Linked DNA regions of Ovis aries: region 1 is linked to region 2. Evidence: chromatin contacts called from public Hi-C data. All regions are on one chromosome and are shown on one strand. Each heading gives the region's core, a stretch centred on a gene start, on an enhancer-like site or on the middle of the called end of the contact. The rest is flanking DNA. Distances are from core to core; before and after follow the strand shown. Region 1 holds the start of CRY1 (cryptochrome circadian regulator 1). Region 2 holds the start of TMEM263 (transmembrane protein 263).

What was found. A called contact is a pair of places that touch in the nucleus more often than the background predicts.
Region 1: a Hi-C map of muscle shows a contact between it and region 2, with 4 times the contacts expected there. The contact joins the promoter of CRY1 here to the promoter of TMEM263 in region 2. A contact is called at or near these places in 3 of 16 Hi-C or Micro-C datasets (hypothalamus, liver and muscle).

Annotation. Positions count from the first base shown.
Region 1 is chr3:175,963,535-175,968,765 of ARS-UI_Ramb_v3.0, forward strand. It overlaps CRY1 (cryptochrome circadian regulator 1), which reads right to left and starts at 3,519. Exons shown (of 12, transcript NM_001129735.1): 1 at 3,362-3,519. The coding sequence starts at 3,519.
Region 2 is chr3:175,835,766-175,841,517 of ARS-UI_Ramb_v3.0, forward strand. TMEM263 (transmembrane protein 263) reads left to right here and starts at 2,041. Exons shown (of 3, transcript XM_004006701.5): 1 at 2,041-2,187.

The DNA.
Region 1 (5,231 bases), core at 2,269-4,768, 130 kb after region 2:
GCTGAGAGAAAAGTCTAAAACTCTGTCCCTCCTTTTTATATAGTCATCAGTGGAAGAAAGTCTGTCTCTACTCATTATTTACATCTTTACCTATCTATTATTCATCAAGGGCAATATTTAGTAGTAAAAAAAAAAATCCTTTTTAAAAGGAAAATATGAGATTCCTATCAGTTCAGTCCAGTCGCTCAGTTGTGTCCGACTCTTTGCAGCCCCATCGACTGCAGCATGCCAGGCCTCCCTGTCCATCACCAACTCCCAGAGTTTACCCAAACTCGTGTCCATTGAGTCGGTGATGCCATTCAACTGTCTCATCCTCTGTCATCCCCTTCTCCTCCCGCCTTCAATCTTTCCCAGCATCAGGGTCTTTTCCAATGAGTCAGTTCTTCACATCAGATGGCCAAAGTATTGGAGTTTCAACTTCAGCATCAGTCCTTCCAATGAATATTCAGGACTGATTTCCTTTAGGATGGACTGGCTGGATCTCCTTGTTATTCAAGGGATTCCTATACTTATCAGTTTTAGTCTTAAAATGCTAAAACTGTAGGCATTTAAGTAGATACTATTTACCTAGGACTTTCAATTTAAGAGCAAACAGCAAATAAGCACTTCCTAGTATGACTTAGTAGTAGCAGTAGTAGCACCACTCACATTTTAAGCATTTCACATCTTTTAACTAATTTAATTCTCCTAACAATATTATGAAGAGAGACTTATTACTATATTATTGTTAAGATATGAATAGATTAGAATATATAACATGCATTATCTTTTTCCAGAATCAATGACACCAATTCTGCTAATGAAAATGTTTTATATACAGTTGCTGTATTATTCTCATGAGCACACAAATATCCTGTAATTTCTCTCATCTTTAAAAAAAAAAAAATCTTCTCTTGAGTTCACCTTCTTCTACACCATTTCTCTGATTCCCCCCCAATGGAAAACTTAAAAGAGCTATCTATGTGAGTTATCCCCACCTTCTCTCCTCTCAGCCTCTCTCAAGCCAGTCCAAAAAGGCTTTTGCCCCTGACACTACTGAAACCACTTTAATCAAGATTATGATCTCAAAATGCTAAATATGATTCTTAATTTTCAGTCCTCATCTCACACGACGAGCAACCTGACAAAGGTCAAACATTTTCTTTGAGCCACTGTCCTTTTTTCCTTGGCTTCTATGACACCATTATCTTCAGGTTTTCTTAGCTTACCAGATGTTCTTTCTCAAACTCCTATGCTACTTCTTCCACACGTCCACAATTTAAATACATTCAAGTACCCAGGCTCAGTTCTTTTCTATCTGTATAAATTCACATAATGTTTTCATATAGTCTCACAGCTCTACTAGAATGTATCTTCAACACTGCAGAGATATTTTAGCTATTCTGTTTAATGTCCTGCACCTAAAAGTGTCTAGCACATAGTAGATCCATACAATATATTTGGTCAATATATGAATGGATTAATAGTTTTAAATGTTATCTATAAAGTGATGAATCTCTAATTTATACCTCCTGCCAGGATCTCTAACCTTAACTCTAGACATATCTATCTGCTATCTCCACTTGGATGCATAATAAACATCTCATACTAACCAAGTTCAAAAGAAAACTCAAAGCACCCTCTCAATGGCTTCTTCAACTGACCACTTAGTAAAGATCAGTTCCACCCTTCTAGATTCTCAAATCAAATTTTGAAATTATTCCTAATTCCTTTTCTCTCACACCACATCTGTCAATAAATACTGTGAATTCTGCCTTCAAAATACACTCAGCACTTGACTTCTTCTCCCTATGTCCACCACAATCACTATGGTCCAAGTTATTATCATATCTCACCTGGATTAATGCAATTGACTCCTAACCTGTCTTATTGCTTCTTGTCCACCTCCACCCCACAATTTGGGTCTGTTCTCAGAACCACGGCCAGAGAAGTTTAAAAAAAAAAAAAACACACCTTCAGTCAAATCACATCACTTTTCTGCTCATAATCTTAGAATTATTCCTATTTTCATCTAAGTAAAGGCCCAAATCTTGACAACTGCCTATAAAGCTCTACTCAGTCTGGCCCTATTACATCTCTGACCTCATACACTACTATTCCTCTCACTCTGTTCCAGTCACATTGGCTTCTTCTGCTGTTCCTTCCAAAGGTTAAGCATATTCCACCTCAGGCCCTTTTTCTTAGTTCTTTCTCCCTGGAATGCTTTTCCCTAGATATCTGTAATCTACTTGTTTCATCATCTTGCTCAACTGTCCCTTTCTCTGAGTTTTTCCCTATCACCATATTTTAAACTCCCAATTCCAATCCCACTCCCTTGTACACATAAAAGCTGTATTTCCGCACATCATTTATCATCTACTACATTACTACATACTTTCTGGGACATGTGCTAGAAAAGGACAAGAATTTCTATTTGTTTCATTCACTACTGTATCCCTGGTGTTTAAAGCTGTGGCTGTAAGTGATTGTGAGTGAAATCGCTCAGTCGTGTCAGACTCTTTGAGACCCCAAAGACTATACAGTCCATGGATTTCTCCGGGCCATTATACTGGAGTGCGTAGCCTTTCCCCTTGCCAGGGGATCTTCCCAATCCAGGGATAGAACCCAGGTCTCCCGCTTTGCAGGGGGATTTTTTTTTTACCAGCTGAGCCACAAGGGAAGCCCTGGTATACAGCAGGTGATCAATACTCTGCTGAAAGAATGCTTTCATTTCCACCACGGGGCCTAATAATCATCTGGCCTGGCATGTCAGGAAAAGATCATAAAGCTTCTCTAAGATTTCTTCCAGTGCTCTAAATCCTGGAAGGATTATACTTTGCCTAGAAAGAAAAACTGTGCTTTGTCTATTCAACCACAAGGAGGAGTTGAGAGGAAGAACTGAGCAAAGAAATGTCCCTTGCTTTTCCTCTGGCAACCTCAAGGTGGAAGAAAACTAGATTTGGAGGGGACTCTACTGAATGAATGATTTTCTCCATACTATGAGTTAACACACAAACGTAAACACTAAAGACCGCAACCCCAAATGCCACAGAGGCCAAGGAAATCAACACACGGGCCATTGAGAACTGGAAGGGTGTTTCTTTAACTCCACCACTAAGAATTCTCCATAAATCCAGGGGAAGAATTCCTACGAGCGCAGAGACACGTAACTCACACCTGAAGGCCAAGGTGTTTCAGGCTGCCGGAACTCTCTCGCCTCAAGGCTATTAAGTCCGTTCTATTTAATACTTAAAGCACCTGCAATAATTCAAACAGTACGGGCAAGGCGGTGCAAGATTTCAATTCTCAGGTCTGGCTGATGGCATGTAAAGTCTTGATTCATTAAACAGCGAAATCAATTTCCCACAGGATTTTGACTCACCGCCACCTGTTGATCCCCACGTTGGAGGAGCCGGCGAACCAGGGGTCGAGGATGTAGACGCAGCGGATGGTGTCGGCGCCCTGGATGCACTCCTTCAGGGCGGGGTTGTCGTGAAGCCGGAGCCCCTTTCGGAACCAGTGCACGGCGTTCACCCCCATCCCGGGGGCTGGGGGCGGGGGGGGGGGCGTGCCGCGGTGCGGCGCCGCCGAGCTCCTCCGCCGAGAAATTCAGGGTGGGAGGGTCCGGCTCATAACCGACAACTCCGAACGCAGGAGAATCGCCGCACCCAAGGAGTGAGGAAAGCAGAGGAGGGGAAGGAAAAGATGAGTCCGAGGAAGGGACTGAAGAGGGAGAGGGCGCTGGCGGCGCAGCTGGAAGATGAATGGAGGTTGCCCAGTCAGCGGAGTCCCGGTGTGACGCCCTTTAGGGGCCGGCACCCGCCGCCACAGACTGGAAAAGACGCATAACTTCGAGGTCCCCGGACCTCTGGAGGCTGACCAAGTTCCACAAGCCCGAGACTCCACCACGGCCCGCGCGGGCGCGGGCAGCCCCAAGAGGTTCTCTGCACGGAAACCTCGCCCACCGAGGCGGCCCCCGAGGAGCAGACGGCCCCGCCTGAGGCGAGCCACCGACAAGGATGAGAGAGAATTCAGTCACTGTCGGCCACGCTGCCTCTCGGCCCGGGTAAGAGAAGTGAGGACAGAGCACGCAAGGCGGTGGTCGAGGCCGCTGGACCGCTGCCGGCCGGTGACCCGTCCCGAGGCTGCCCGGGTGACTCCGCCGCCACCGCCGCGTCAGCGGCTTCAGCCCCGCCTTCGGCTCCTCATTGGAGGGCGCACTCCTCACGTGACCACCGGCACCTCACGTTTCTGAAGTGTGTTTACTACAGCGGCTCCGACTGGGGTATCAGCTTGCACTTCAGTCGCTTCTAGGAGGCGGCAGCTGCTCCATGTCAAATCCATCGGTCCTCTCCCAGACGCTAGACACTTTGCCTCTGTCCCTTTTCTCGGCCAACAAATCGCGGTTGCCTGAAAGCGCCCAGAGTGAGCCGAGGCCCCATGTGAGGGAAAATTTAGCCCCGCCCTCGGGGGCTGTGAACGTCCACCATTGGCTGAGACTCGCTGAGACCCGGATGAGCACGGGGCTGCGGGGAGCTAGAGAGCTCGCGCTCTGCCCGTGAGGGCGCGCGTGCGCTCTCGCTGCGTTTCGGAGTCAAGGAGGGCGGGGCCGGCGATCCGGAGCCCGCTAGGGGATTCCTCCCGCGGAGTTCGCGGAAGGCGTGGAGACATCGCGGTGTCTTCCAGGAGTCGGAACGAGGATCCGGCGGGGAATGAGTGAGGGCAGGATGGAGTGGAAAGAGCAGAGTAGGAGGCTCCACATCGACTTAGAGCCCAAAACATGTGTTTCCATCCAGCTTTAGCTGGAGAACCCAACCCTACTTTGGAGTGTATAGAGCTGGCTCCCTTCTCATTCTTGTGCCCCTAGCGTTACTGGATCCTTGTATGAGCTCTGGGGAAGAGGATTAATTCGGAGGGTGGTGCCAGGCATCCCTGGAACTCCTTAATAGTATCTCTGTGTTGTCAACATGTCAGCCTTCCTTTCTTACACCTAGTGCGGTTTACAGGGCTCTTTGCGATGGGACTTTGCCTACCCCTCTAAGGACAATGAACTTCAGGCCTTGCTGTTCCTTGATTTAGTCACTAAGTCGTGTCCAACTTTTGCGACCCCATGGACTGTAGCCTGCCAGGCTCCTCTGTACATGGGATTCTCCAGACAAGGAGTGGGTTGCCGTTTCCTTCTCCAGGGGATCTTTCCCACGCAGGAATCGAACCTGGGTCTTTTGCATTGCAGGCAGGTTATTTAGGGACTG
Region 2 (5,752 bases), core at 791-3,290:
TTTCAGAATTTTCCACAGTTTATTGTGATCTACATAGTCAAAGGCTTTGGCATAGTCAATAAAGCAGAAATAGATGTTTTTTTTTTGGAACTCTCTTGCTTTTTCGATGATCCAGCTGATTATTTTGTATCCAAAAAACACTTTGTGAGGTTATTAGATATTTCTTAAACACACACTGATGCTTTCAAATTGTGGTGCTGGAGAAGACTCTTCAGAGCTTGGACTGTGAGGAGATTACACCAGCCAATCCTAAAAGAAATCAGTCCTGAATATTCATTGGAAGGACTGATGCTGAAGCTGAAGCTCCAATACTTGGGCCACCTGATGCAAAGAACTGACTCACTGGAAAATATCCTGATGCTGGGAAAGATTGAAGGTAGGAGAAGTGGACGACAGAGGATGAGATGGTTGGATGGCATCACCCACTCAAAGGACAGGAGTTTGAGCAACTTCCGGGAATTGGTGATGGACAGGGAACCGTGGTATGCTGCAGTCCATGGGGTCGCAAAGTGTTGTATGCGACTGAGTGACTGAACTGAACTGAAACACACATTAGTGTATTTTGTCTTGCTAACCAAACTTTGAAAGATTTCATACCTAGACAGGAATTCAGTTTATAAACCCCTTTCACATCCACCATCTCTTTTCTCTCTCGAAAAACCCCTGATGGACTTACTGTCATCATTATTTCATAGGTGTGGAAAGAGGAAAGGAAAAGTTAATAGATAAGGTTTATCCAATTCGGTACCCTTTCCTCCTGATAACCACCTGTGCGGTGGATGTCACGACCCTCACTGTGCAGCGCAGAGACGCCTCACCTCACTAGGAGCTTAGGTGCAGACTCTGTCCTCTCACTGCTACCCTCAACACCTTCCAGAACAGCGAGCAGGACCAGAGCCGGGAGACCTCAAGGGGCGCCGTGCCAGGTTGCAGGTGGCGAGAGAGGGGCGCGAAGCCGGGTGTTCTAATTTTCAACTCACGTCCCTGGTGGCTCAGCCGGTAAAGTGCCCGCCTACAACGCAGGAGACCAGGGTTCAGTCCCTGGGTTGGGAAGACCTCATGGAGAAGGAAATGGCAACCCACTCCAGTATTCTTGCCTGGAAAATCCCATGGACGGAGGAGCCTGGTAGACTACAGTCCATGGGGTCGCAAAGAGTCGGACACGACTGAACGATTTCACTCACTTTTCTCTCTTCATTACTGAACACCCACTCTCTCCTGTCAATTTCCAGCTTCTGGCGAGCCCTCGGTAATGCGGTAAGTGGTGGGTGACCGCGGCGAAGCCGAGTTCTCCCATGATCAATTCTAGGGGCAGAGATTTCAAATAAAAATAACAAAAACAGTGACAATAATAAATGAGCAGTGTCTCTCAACAACAAAAAATAATAAAGGAGCAGCGTCTCTGTCGTCACCCCTGTCACCTGGAGAGTAAATAGAGCTCACAGGGAGCCCCAAGGGTGAAAGGCTGAGAGCAGGCCCAGCTCATTCACTCTCCTGAGGGAAAGCAGGTAAGGGGACGTCGAGGCCCCAGGCGAGGGATTGGAGAAACTGGCAACCGTCCCATATTCCCTAGAGCGAAGGTTCGGAATTCAGAGCGACCGTTATCCGTGGCGGAACTGAAGCTTCGCAGGGCCGCAGGCATTGGCGGTAGGGCCGCAGGGCAGCCGACTACGCGTTGCTAGCGCTCCGCGCCCCTCGCCCGATCTGATTGGACGGCAGCGGGGAAGGGGGCGGGCCAGGGGGAAGCGCGCGGAGACCAGCCCGGGGTTCTCGCGGTTGCACCCAGCGGGCGAAGGGGCGGGAGTAGGCCTGAAGCTGAGGAGCGGCGCGCGTGCGCACGTCGGGAGGCGACCGGCTGGGGGCTGCTGGGAGGGCTGGGTAGTTCGAGAAACGGGTGGGCGTGTGCCCGGTGGGCGCAGGAGGGGCCCCGGGTGCGCGTGCGCGTTGGAGCGCGAGCCGTAGGAGGAGGCGGGAGCTGAGCAGGCGGTGGAGGGGGCGGGTCGCGTCGGCGCCACGTCCGCAGCCAGAGGCCGCCGTCGCAAACCGTGTCTTCTGGCTCCACAGCCGGAGGAGGCGTCTCCGGAGCCCGCGACTGCCCGAGGCTGTGCCCACCGCTCAGGCCGCCTCGCCCTTCCTCGGTGCTGCCCGCTCCTCCGCCCGGCCCCGGCGCCGGTCCCCGACCCAGCGGTAAGTCGGTTAGGGAGGGTAGGGGGCGCCGTTCCGGCTTCCTGCCCTCCTCTCTGTTGCCTTTTTCCGTTAGCTTTTCTGCACCTCCCTGCCTCCCTGCCCAGGCTTGGCTGCCGAGAGCCTTTTTTGGTGGTGGTGGTGGCGAGGGGTTGCTGAACGGGGAAGGGGGAGGGGCGGGACCGTGTTGCGGTGGAGGTTAGCTGGCGGGGTTACCCCCCCTCCCCGCCCCTTTACTCGTTTCTGACTCCCCCGCCGTGGTTTGAGATTGGGACCCTTATTGGACGCTTCCTCCTGACTTCTTATCTCCTGGGGTGTCAGGCCGGAAAAATGGGGGGTGGGAGGATGTCAGCAGCCTGGGAGAAGAGAGGGATGCGGCAGAGGGGGTTGTGTGCTTCCCCGCCCCGCTCACTCTTAACCTGTTGATAAACTGTTCTCTTGGGTTCATCCACACGAGACTTGGTCCCCAGTGGACATTCCCAGTGCTCTTCCCAGGTAGCTCTGCCCCCACACCTAACCTGAGCTTGAAAGTGAAGCGATGGGCGGAGGTGCTGACGGCCCCGGGGGGTGACTGGGGACCGCTGAAGCACCCATAAGTGCCATCAGTGCCTCCTGGGTCTACATAAAAACCGTGCCTGCTGTGCACACGCACCTCAAAACTGATCCCCAAGCTCCCACCTATGATCAGTTCCTCTCCTAAGCAGATCGCCTCTTATATGTTAGAAGACAGAAATTCTGGAACTCTGTGGGAGTGGGGTTTGCTGGGTGTACAACGTGGAGCAGAGGGAGGAGGTGCTGAGCTCAGCCTCAGCCAGGGCTCCTTCAGGGTCATTTTCTGCCTCTCCTGCCACGTCACTCCCTCCGCTAAAGAAAAAAAAAAAAAGGACTTGCTAGTGCCCAGAGGGATGGGGGGTGGGGATGGCGGGGAGGGGGAAGGGGCCTTTGGGAAAGGTTTAGAAACACCCAGGGAAGGAGGAGAGTTTATTTGATTTATTCTGCCCTTGTGCACACTTCTGCTAATTCCAAATGAAAGCACTTTATTTACTGTCTGTGATTATTTGCTGTTTGTTGTTTAACCTTTAAAATTGGTGTGGGTGCTCTAAAGAGTTCCCGAGGAGTATTGATATAACATCAACAGGTATTATGTCTGAGTGTGTACCCATGTCTGTTTTCTTAAAGTAAGAAGGAAGTAACTTTTAATAAACTTATATGCATCCTGTTTTATTTTTTTCACTTTCATTTTTTTAGTCTTTGTTATAACGTACACTAGAAAGCAAGTGCAGGAAAAATATGCCATTATGTGGAGAACATTGTTATATCTTGTGTGTGGTTCTTTTTAACTCCAGGAAAATCTTTACCTTTTTCTTGTTTTAGTCATTGAATTGTTTTTGTTATGCTACTTCCTGAAGGTACCTTACTGGATTATACATAAACACCCTGAAAGGAGGGCTTTAACATGCTTGTTCAGAATAAACCTTCAGTGTCTAACGCAGTGTCTGACATAGCAGGGACACAGATATCTGTTGAACTAATGAAGTATAATTTAGTGAAAATGACTGGTGTGATGGTTATGTGGTTTGATAGGTTATTGTAATTCTGCTTAATGTTTCATTTAAGAGCAACACTCAAAAATTGCCCTTTCAATACTGTCAGTTGTTACTTGTCACTAGGTGTAAGTTTTACTGGCAGATTTCTTTTTCTTTCCTGACACATTCAGTGCATTTCCTGCAGTTCACTTGCTGTTGATTTAATGGGCAGGGACCATTTTTAAAAGGAGCCTGTTGAGGAGAGCTAGTTAACTAGAGAAGCCTAAAAACAGTAAGCTGGTGTTTTAATATACACTGTTTGTTGGTGTATGTGGGCTAAAGCTCTGTATAAATACATATTTTAAACTCCTTGTAGTTACTTGGCAAAGAAGCTAAAGCATAGGAGTGAGAACGTGGCAGAGTTTCTACATATATTAAAATATGTAGAATAATGTAGCTAATTGATTTACAGTCTTTTTCTTATAGGGAAATTGGCACTTACTGTTTAGTAAGAAATTTGTGCAGTGTCTTTGGAGGTGAACATCGTGCACTGTATTTTGCAGTTGTGCTTCATATGCAGTTTGTTAGTGCTCTTTAACTTCCCTTAGTACACAGGGCTGTGGAGCCTTAGACACATTTGAGTACTATTTTCAGATTTTCTTTTCATTATTAACAAAAATTTTATATATATTACAGACATCTGTAAACAACACTGATTTGTTTTCTTTTAAAAAAGGGAGGGGGTTCATAGAGGCATTTGTTTACTTATTTCTATTATTGGAAGAAATTACCCTCTAGAGAATAGTGTTGTTATAAATCTTGGTCAATGTATTTGCCAGCTGTTATATCTATGATATTGTTGTACTGGACAAGAATTATTTCTCCCTGGCCTAAAATGCTTAAAGGAACTGCAGATGAATTGCAGTCTACAGTAAAGAACTCTTTCACATTTCAGAGTTTCTTAAAAAAACATACTTATGACCAGTTTTAGCTGGTACTATAATCGTTTATTCACATGTCAGGACCACATGGTAAAACTGATTTATGTCCTTAGAGTAAGTTAAATTATTTATCCTTATCTAAAGGCTGTTTTCTGTCTTTATTGCCTTTCTTAGGAAAGTACATTTTTTTAAAAGAAATTTGTGTGCATTATGAGTTCCTATAGAGCAGCCTTTTTTTGGTTTTTGAATGAAATTAAATAAATGATGGTAAAGTATATAACCACTGGATTGTAAACTCTTAGAGTAGTCCTCTGTTGTTTAATCACACTCACACTGAAACCTTGAGTGCCGAGCAGGGTACCTGGCACACAGCAGGGACCCAAGTATATGTTGAATTTAGGGCTGATGGTTTGCATAGAATTTAATAATGTTGTTTAAGGGTAATATTTTTAAATGGTCTTTTCAATACTTTCATTGTCAGTTGTTATTTGTCTTCATGTGTATACTTTAAAATTTTATTAAGTAGATTATTTACCTCTTCCAGTTTTAGAATATTAGGGGTGTATTTGTCTTCACAATTCCATATTTAAGAGATAAAAGTGTAATGATGATAATGACCAGGATAGTAATATAAAAAGTATTTCTCCTAGTGATGAAGTGATAATATTCATGAAGAGGTAGTACCACCAGAAGTTTGGCACATATATGTGTGTAGAAGTTGGGAATGGTTTATGTGAGTAAAAAGTAAAGATGGTATTACAGACAGTTAAGGGTTTTAGCAAAAATACCTTTATAAGGAAAATTGCTGTCTTGGGTTCTGAAAAATATATCCCATACACTTAAATATACTTAAAAAGCTCTTACACAATTTTTACTACCCTAAAGTGTTCTGTAGGAATTTTAATAATACATACTTGCTGTTAATATGAGTGACGTACAAGAAATGTAGACATTAAAAAAATATATTTACAAAACAAATATCAATCTTTGTGCCGTCTTAGGGCTGCCGTCTGTGGGGTCGCACAGAGTTGGACACGACTGAAGCGACTTAGCAGCAGCAGCAGGGCTTTCAAAGTCAAGTTGTTTCAGTCTAGATAGCCA